Linked DNA regions of Sus scrofa: region 2 is linked to region 1. The links are chromatin contacts, called in public Hi-C maps. All regions are on one chromosome and are shown on one strand. The core of a region is the stretch at or near the end of the contact, and the rest is flanking DNA. Distances in the headings are between cores, read along the strand shown. Region 1 has its middle 310 kb from the start of HLX. Region 2 overlaps LOC110255633 (a long non-coding RNA gene).

What was found. Hi-C and Micro-C count contacts between places; a contact is called where the count stands out from the background.
Region 2: a contact with region 1 is called in a Hi-C map of mesenteric adipose tissue, with 2.3 times the contacts expected there. The contact joins two enhancer-like sites. A contact is called at or near these places in 5 of 47 Hi-C or Micro-C datasets (brain, embryonic fibroblasts, mesenteric adipose tissue and 2 more) and 1 of 2 datasets of contacts at active chromatin or transcription factors (skeletal muscle).

The regions. Positions count from the first base shown.
Region 1 is chr10:10,572,796-10,577,357 of Sscrofa11.1, forward strand. No RefSeq gene overlaps it. Among named protein-coding and RNA genes, the nearest start is that of HLX, 310 kb to the left of the region's middle. Within about 2 kb of position 2,221, at least 13 of the 83 cell types and tissues checked have an H3K27ac peak or open chromatin away from gene starts, as enhancers often do. A contact at or near this core is called in mesenteric adipose tissue, where this site is marked.
Region 2 is chr10:10,714,170-10,718,731 of Sscrofa11.1, forward strand. The region is part of intron 1 of LOC110255633 (a long non-coding RNA gene); the gene reads left to right. Among named protein-coding and RNA genes, the nearest start is that of DUSP10, 190 kb to the right of the region's middle. Within about 2 kb of position 1,937, at least 24 of the 83 cell types and tissues checked have an H3K27ac peak or open chromatin away from gene starts, as enhancers often do. A contact at or near this core is called in mesenteric adipose tissue, where this site is marked.

The DNA of each region.
Region 1 (4,562 bases), core at 971-3,470:
GGTCTCTCCATCACAAAATTATAAAAGTATTCAATGATATTTTCCTAGTGCTTTTATGTTTGCATTTCTTTTTACTTAAATACTTGATTCATTCAAAATTTATATTGGAATGAGGAGTGAGTTGGGATGCAGCTTAATTTACTTTATAAATTACTTACAGATTTTTTCCGACATTATTATAAGCATACGCCATCTTTTTTTTGCACTGATTTGAAATCCCCCCTTTAATATATGCTAAGTTTACATGTATGTTGGTATTACTTTTCTACTCAGTTCCACTCCTGCCCCCAAATTAGATTGTTTTAGTGATGATGATTTTGTAGTTAATTTTAGTATCTGTTAGGGTAAGTACCCCTCCCCCATTAATCTTCCTTCCCAGAATTTTCTTAGCTCTTTCTTCTCGTTCATTCTTTCAGCCACATTTTAAAATTATTTTTCAAGTTAAAAACATTTATTGAGATTTTGATTGGGATGGTAGAATTCTATAATTTTTTTTGTAGATCGCTTTAGGGAGAATTGCTGCCTTTAAAGATTGAGCTGAAGCTCTAACTGAAAGGTATTAGACCTCTCCTGAAAACACAGCATCATTGTTATGATTGCTATGACTGTGTTGCATCTGTGGCAATTGCCTTTTCAGCATTTAGTCTTCTCTTTGCCCTGCACCTCTTCATCCACCTCCACCCTCCCCTCCCCACCAGCAGAAATTGCCGAGGACCTTAAAATAGGCAATTTCCAGTACATTGTCTTGAACTTGAGCTTTCTTCTTTGATTGGCTCTGCTTGAGCTGCTCCCCAGAGCTGGGGAAGGGCTGTGAATAAGCTCCACGTCTTGGCTCCCAGAGGGGAATTGGGTATAAAACCGCACACTGGCATCCGGATTGGTCCTCGACATCTGTAACTTTCCAGCCCGTTGTAAGACTCTTCCACGAGCAAGCCACTGGGCGTGTTTTTCCCCCAATCTGAGACCTATTTCACGTTCGCGCACCTTTGTTTTACAGCACCGTTGCCAAGTTTATGGCTTTCTTGCTTGAGCCGCTTGTTCCAATTGCATCTAATATTTCATCAAGTGTGGTAAAGGAACCATGAGAATGAACGGATGCTCCTCCTGAGCCATCCGAAGCAGACACCGCCAGATTGCTGTAAAATGGTTTTCCTTTTTATCCCTTCTGAATTGTAATATGTTTCTGAGGCCAAATTCTTCTGGGAAACATTATGACTATTTAAGGTCTCCAAACTTTATGCTTCAGTACAAAAGGCCTAAGGGTGAGGATTTTAAATGGATGAAGTGGAGAAATTTGCACTTCCTTAAGCAAACATATAGCATTTCCTTCCATGTGTCAGAAATGAAAACAAAAAATACAAACTAATTTGTCATGAAATTTTCCCTTTTATAATTCCCTCTTTGGTGCTTTTTCAACCTAACAAGTCATATTTTCTCTTCTTTCGTGTCAGGTTTATAGCTTTGCTGGTCACAGTTTCAATAACCGTGATGGACGATCTTCTGTTCTATATATCATGTACAAGTATTCAGCTTAAAAGTATCTTTGTGTTCACAGCTTGCTTTCTGTCACCTCCCCGATGCCCCCTCCCCGCCGCATACGCACATGCGTTACATTATATGCGCGGAGAGCTTTGGGGAAAGCTCATATTTAGGAACATTAAGCAAGCAGAGGATGGCTGCTTATTTGGGCTGAGCCTGACCTCACTATGAAATGAGGCAAATTGTCATATTTATGACTCGAGGCAAGTCAATAATATATTGGTGTTCACATGTGAAAACACATTTAGTCCCCAACATGTGGCCTCACTTTGTTTTTCTCCTGAGCAGTAGGTTTCACCTAAGCATGCCTTTCTCTCTCTTCTGCTTCTTTTCTCCCTCCCTCCCTCCTTCCCCTCTTCTTTCCTTTCCTCCTTCCTCTTTTCGTGCTTTCTTCTCCTTCTTTCTTTTCTGAGCCCCGAGTGAACTCGTTGGAATTTAGAGCACTTATGTGCAGTGTAAAAAAGCCCTTTCTTCAGATATAACGAAAATTATTATTCCCCTTGCCCTCTTGTTTCTGTTTGCTAGACCCAGGCTTAACCACACACACAGAGCCACACACTGAAAAAAAATTATACTGCCGGATAAACACTATTCACAACTCTTGCCTGGAAATCTGATCCTTGGGTCCTTTGGAATCTGAGTCAGTGTCATTTGTTTTTCTTGCTACGCTGCGCCTCTGTAAATTACAGCACGACAAAGGAAGGTCATGTGGTTTCTGATTTACTGTGGAGAACATGGAGGGGGGAGAGCATCAGAGCCGCCATTGAGCATCAAACACCAGAAAAACCTTACTGTGAAAGTCTTTATTATTTCTCAGTTTGCTCAGTGGTACCTTTCTGTCCCCCCGACTACAAGGCCCCCATGTCCTTGAATCTATTTTTATAACGACTCCGTGTTGCACGTGGGATTTAGGTTAGAAAATCTCAACATCCCTTCTCTTCTCCCCAGTGTGTCCTGGAAATTAGGTTTCTTCCTGGTTTTCTAGTGGGTGCGGATGTGTCAAGGTTTTAGGCAGCCCTTTCTAAACCCCATCTTTTTTCCCTGTTTCCTTGTCTGTGGATCCCAGTTTGGACTCCACTGGCTCTTTCGTGGCTGACCCCGTCTTCCGTCCAACATTGTGACACACGAAGGGTCAGAGTGCTCTTTTAGGAGGAAGAGTCCTGCTCTGGGAATGGCCTCAGAAATGCTGGCAGGGTCTTTGCTAGCTGCTGTCATTCTCGACTTTCCTCACCAGTTGAACAGTAGTTGCAAGGTGTCAGAACCGCCATCTAGACTGAGCCGACTGTGCGGATGCTGAGTGTGTCGTAAACACGTTAGTCACTACTGAGGTCAGCAGTTCCTTCTTAGCTTTGCTCTATGCGATTCTAAGTAACTGGTGGGGATGAATTTTCCACTTTTGATGCTTTGGATTCAGGAGGGTTCAATTGGTAAAGCACGGATCTGGGCACCAGGAGATGGGTTTTAGAAAAACCGTCGTGTGGCTTCCTTCCGGGCCCCAGGGAGCTGCCAGTTACTTTCTCTTAGTCTCTGTTCCTCCCGGTGATTTGAAAGGATTGGTTCTCTCTGAGGTCACTTCCATGATAACATTCGACGCCATCTCTGTTGCTGTTGTTGCTTTTGTTGTTTAAGGAGGGAGTTGAGTAGGATGTGCTTATGCTTCCATTTTAGGATTGGGTAGGATTTTCTTATCCTGCTGTTTTCAACTTATCCTCTGTGGCAAAGAACAGAACTGTTTTCCCCTTAATCCATGGGGGCGGGGGGAGGATAAGACTCAAGAGCAACGTACTTCCCATAAATGTTGAAAAGATGAGGGACTAGCCCTGTCTCCACAGAGCGTAAAACAAAGCAAGACCTGGCAGCTCTCCAGTTCATTTGATTTCAGTTAAACAGGGATGCATTTTTTATGTTTTATTTTTGGCTTTGACACGAGTCATAGAGTTTGGGGGAAAGTTGAAATTAGTTGCAATTACGGATCCTTTTAAAGACAACTTACAGTATCCAGAATTCTGGTTGTGTGACTAATTTCTCCTTTAAAAAAAGATGTTGCATGTGGGTAAAGATATCTGACCACGAAGTATGCATTTATAATGTGTTTACTGCAGTAAATGATCATGCTGCAAAAGCTGGGCTCAAGCTTAGTGTAGGGACTTGATTTATCCGTTTGTTCTCATATTAAAAATTCATATCCCCTGGCTATAGAATCTAGATTTACACTCAAACAGAATAGATTTATGATAGCAGGATTCATATTTTTTTTGCCTTTGTGTACAAGTAGCACAGTGCCTGAATGTAGTAGGTGCTTAATAAATATATTTTGAAAAAAATGTTTAATTCCTTTCTATTGTGATAAATACACATAACAGAAAATGGACTCTTTTACCCATTTTAAGTGTGTAGTTCAGTGGCATTAAGTACATTCACATTATTGTGCAACCATCACCACCACCCGTCCATTTCCAGAATTCCTTTCATCCTCCCCAACTGAAACTTTATCCCCGTTAAGCAATCACTCCGCATTCCTCCCTCCCACATTGTAGCATGTGTCAGAATTTCCTTTCAAAGGTGGGTGATTTTCCATTTTATACACAGAATAAGCCCCCCTTGGACTTATTCACTCATCAGGATGACCATCAGGATTGAATCCACTTTTTGGCTCTTGTGAATAATGCTGCTGTGAACAGAGCACAAAATTTACCATTTTTATAAGAAATAAAACATTGCTCAGAAAGAATCCACATTATAGGAATCCTTTAAGTCTATTAAGGTAACTGAAATTCTTAGGCCATTTTTTGGTCAGTTTGCCTTGTGCTGAGAGGTCCACCCACCAGATTGTAAACCCACATCCTTGTCATGTTAACCTGTCCATCCCCGGCCTCTGGGAGGGGGCCTGGCCAGGAATGGCTGAGTAAGAGGATGTTCAATGGAGCGACCAGACTGGACGATCGGATTTGCACTTTCAGCTCCCGAGAAATTAAAGCCAGAACGCTGCGTGTAGGTACTGCCAACTAATTTTCATCTGCATG
Region 2 (4,562 bases), core at 687-3,186, 140 kb after region 1:
AAAGCAAATTTCTATTCTCCCTTTTATAGAACGGGTATAAAAATCCTTGCCTCTCTGTTTGCATCCATTAGTTTAAGTGATATTGGCCAGATGATTTACATGGTGATTTTAGGTAAATCTCCTCCACTGTAATATGACTCAGTAGTTCACATATTTGAATAACAATGCTCTCTAAACATAGCAACTGAATAATAAAAGAGTATTATGTGACCCAAACACAGAAATCTGTTTTATATACCACAAATATCGGCAGCATTAAAGATTTCCACTTTATTCTATAGGTCTGGAAGTGTATTTCAGAAGTAAATTGCACAGTTCCATTCACTGTATTCACTGGTATAGTCATTATTTGAGTGAATTGTTTCTTTTTTTTTCTTTTTCTTAGGGCCGCACTCAAGGCATTTGGAAGTTTCTGGCTAGAGATTAAATCAGAGATGCAGTTGCCAGCCTACACCACAGCCACAGCAACACTGGAGCAGAGCCACACCTATGACCCACGCTTCAATGTGCAGCAACACCAGATCTTTAACCCAGGGAGCAAGGCCAGGGATCGAACCTGCATCCTCATGGATACTAGTCAGGTTCTTAACCCACTGAGCCACAACAGGAACTCCAGAGTGGACTGTTATTTTATCCTCAGCATGAAGTTCACAGTAGGCAGTAAATAAACATTGGTCATATTAGTAACAAATGGCATAGGTAATTGTGTTATTAAACACAAAAGTTGGAAGGAAACAGAGCTGTAATCAATATATCTAAAAATATTTGAGGGTCTAGAAATGACAGACCACCAGCATTGGTGAGGGCTGAGGGCTTGTTTTGCTCCTGTTCCAAATACCTTTATGTGTCTAGTCACTTGAGAAACTAATTTGAATGTCCCAAAGATATCAAAAATAATAAAACCAAGCAAAAATGAACAGCAATGACAGAAAAGGAAGTTTTGGATTCAGCACTGTGCTTTGATATACAGTATGTTTATCTCCGTTCCCTCCCAACACCCCACTGAAGCGGCTATATTAAGATAGCACAGTTCTTTCCCATAAAGTACCTCTCCTGGACTAGCTGACTGTTTTACTCTCATGGATGTGTAATTTCACTAAAGCAGAGACAAGGACATCTAGGGCTCTCAGAAACATCCGTGTTTTGTCCAGCAAGAGTGAAGAGGGAGGATTTCTGATGGTAATTATCTTCTGTGTAACAGACTAACTAAGTACCTAAAGAGATAGCCATGAACCTGCTCAATCAGGGGACAGCAAGAGCAGTACTTCCTCCCGAGCATGGACTCGTGGGCATCATGTATGCCTTCCCAACCCCACTAGAGTTACCAGATCAGGTAACTAGGTAGTTATCGCTCTCAATTCTGGGCAGAAAGAAATAAAATCTCATTTTTACACTTCAAAAGAGAGATATTTTTCAACCATCTCAGAGCCAAGGGTTGAAATTGAAATGCTGCTAAGGCAGAAACTGAACCATCACGCCCCACTCCAGAATAGGAAGCCAGCTGAGAAGAGAATTTGTCTATTTTTACAAAAGAAAGATTTCTGGGAGCATAAACCTGTTTGCACACTAAGAACATTGAATTTTACAAACACCAGACGAGGTTTTGGAAGAGGACAAGTCTTTTTTTTTTTTTTTTTTTTTTTTTCACCATTTTCCAAATCATTGGCCACTGAACTGCCTTAATTTGTTCTCCCAGACATCAGAAGATAAACACAAGGAGAGAATGATTACTCCTACTTAGATGAGGGACTGAAAATTATTCCTTTGGCTCTGAGACTTCATTTTATATGTGCACATTTATACCCACTTGCAGCAACATCTAGAAAATTGCTTTAGTTTTAAAAACAATCTGGCAGTCAAGTGGTGCCTCACCCCAGCAAGACTGCTCGTGTGAAGACAGACACCTGGTGGTGAATGTGTAGAACTGCAGGCCAGGACAGAATTCTTTGAGGACGGCTCCCCCTCCACCTCCCACCCCCATTTCCCCTCCTCTTTCTGGGTACAGACTGCTGTTGACCGTGGACATACTGCAGCTGTAGGAAAGTGAGTCTCAAGTTCAAGTCAAGAGATTTCCAGAACAGTTACATCAGCTCCATGAAAGCTCCGGGTCACAAGTTCTCTAAATTATTTAGAAAGCTGAGCAACGGAGCATGCTAACCATTTTTAAAAGCTACTAAAATCGCTCAACCAAGAAGCTGAACAGGAGCCTCAGTGTTTGAGAGTAAAGTTTAATCTCCACCTAAAAAGTTCTGGACTTCCTCTGTCAGGATAATGAGCTTCTGTTTTCTTTGGGGGAATAAAAACGAAGTGTCGATTCCTTTGGCACCACAAAAAAACACACACAAAAAAACAAGCATGTCGAGCTTCTAAATATGGCCCTGCCCCTGAGCTGATCCTGCCTCCATCCAAGTGTTTTTCTCCAAATCGAATCCCCCCAAGAGAAAAACACGTAACTGAAAGACACGGAAAGCCAATCCCTCTTTCTGGTTGCTCCTAGCTCCTAGTTTTGTTCTCTTTAATTTTTAAGTCTGGAGATAAGCTTCTAGAAGCCTACTGAGAGTAGTCCCTGAATTTCCTCGGCATGTACTTGATTTCAGACAGAGGATGGGATCAAATCATGGGCCCTCATTGTCATCTTTGTAGGAGGAAGGGAGGAGGAAAGACGCAGTGCGTCTTCAGGTTGGACCAGGGAGTCTGTTACGTGACACAGGGAAGGGCTGGGGGGGTCTCTGATTTCTCCTGCATCTGCTGATTTCTCAGCTGACTTCCTCAGAGAAAATCCCAGGCACTGCTGCTCCTGAAATGACAAGCTGTGTGGTCAGGATGGCCTTGGTCCAACTTTATCAGGCTTTTGCTGTGTGCCAGGCAGTTTCAAGTCGCATCACACGTGTTTCAGGGGGGCCCTCATGGACACACAGCATCCCGCCCTGGGTCCACCATCCTGTTTCTAAATCACACACACGTACCCGTACACGCCGTAACTCGGAAATAAAGGCCTTCTCTGATAGTCAGAGGCCGACTGCTCCATTTTCCCTTTTTTGGCCGCCCCAGGCCAGGTATCGGAGCTGAGCTGCAGCTGCCACCTCCACCACCACCGCTGCAGCCACACCAGCTCCTAGCCCACTGTGCGGGGCTGGGGATCGAACCTGCATCTCAGTGCTCCTAAGACACCACCGATCCTTTTGCCCCATGGCAGGAGTTCCATTTTTTATTTACTACCACAAAGAAGATGGGAAAAGGTGTCATAAATCCTCCTGTGTTACAAGAGAAGACGCATCACTCCGGGGGAATGAAGCTCTGTGGGCGATGTCCCCACCTCCCACCCTCAGGCACGGTAGCAAGGACTTTCGAAAAGAGTAGGAGAGGCCTGAGGAAGAGGTTTCCTGAAGCCACAACGAGAAACATTGAAATTTCAGATAGCAATCCTCCCTCCTCCCGAAGCCCTTATGCGTAAATGTATTTCAGGATTCATATTTCTTCAGACGCTGGGTAGGTAGCAGAGGCCACACACAGCGTGGTACGTAATAGCCCAGTTCAGGTCACAAGTAACACACCTGTGAGTCTGACACACGAAAACACCTGTTTATCTGACTTTTTAAAAAAACTTCATTGCAGACAACAGACTACAGTCCTGTCTGTGACCAGGGAGCCCTTCCCAGGCGTGCGGTTCTGTGTAAAAGGCTCCGGTGTCTCCCCAGGTTCAAGAGGAACAAACTAACTACAACACAAAGAAGGAAACTGTTGTCAAGGACCTCATTTCCTTTGTTCATCAAAAGCCAGTGCATTCATCCGAAAACCGTAAAAGTTTTCAAGACAGCAGAAGATGTTCATGAGCTGGGGTTGGGCCAAGTGTTGGAAATGACCACATACCCACAATCCATGAAGCAGAATAATTGGCCTTTATTAAAATTAAAAATTTTCCCACGAGTTCGGAAAATGATGGAAGATCATATGAGCAAAGTAAATGTATATATATACATATATATATTTATGACTACATGTAATAATAATATGTAAATATATTTGGTTATAATCTATACATATATATATATGACTGGGTCACTTTGCTGAACAGGAGAAACTGGCACAACATTGTAAATCGACTATACTTTAATTTTTCGGTAATGAAAAAAATGTAAAACTTTGCGCTGGCAAATCACTCTCCACTATCAAGAGAATAAAAGTCAGTCTCCAAGCACTGACGAGGAGAAGATATTTTCCAGTTACATATCTAACAGACTTGTAACGAGGACAAAGGACTCTTAAGCTCAACAATAAGGAATCAAACAACCCAATGAAAAAAAAAAAGGAAAGGACATGAATAGATGTTTCACCAAAAAGATAGAAAAAGAGCAAATAAGCACATGAAAAAAGATGTTCCCCTCTAGAGCCAGTAGGATAAGGCAAATTTAACCCATAATGAGATATTACCACATGCTTACTAGCATCTCTGAAATGAAAATGGTAACGGACAATACCAAGTGTTGGCAAAGATGTGGAGCACAGCAAACTTACCGGATGGGGTGGAAACGTGGTGCAGCCCCTTTGGAAGGTGGCTTAGC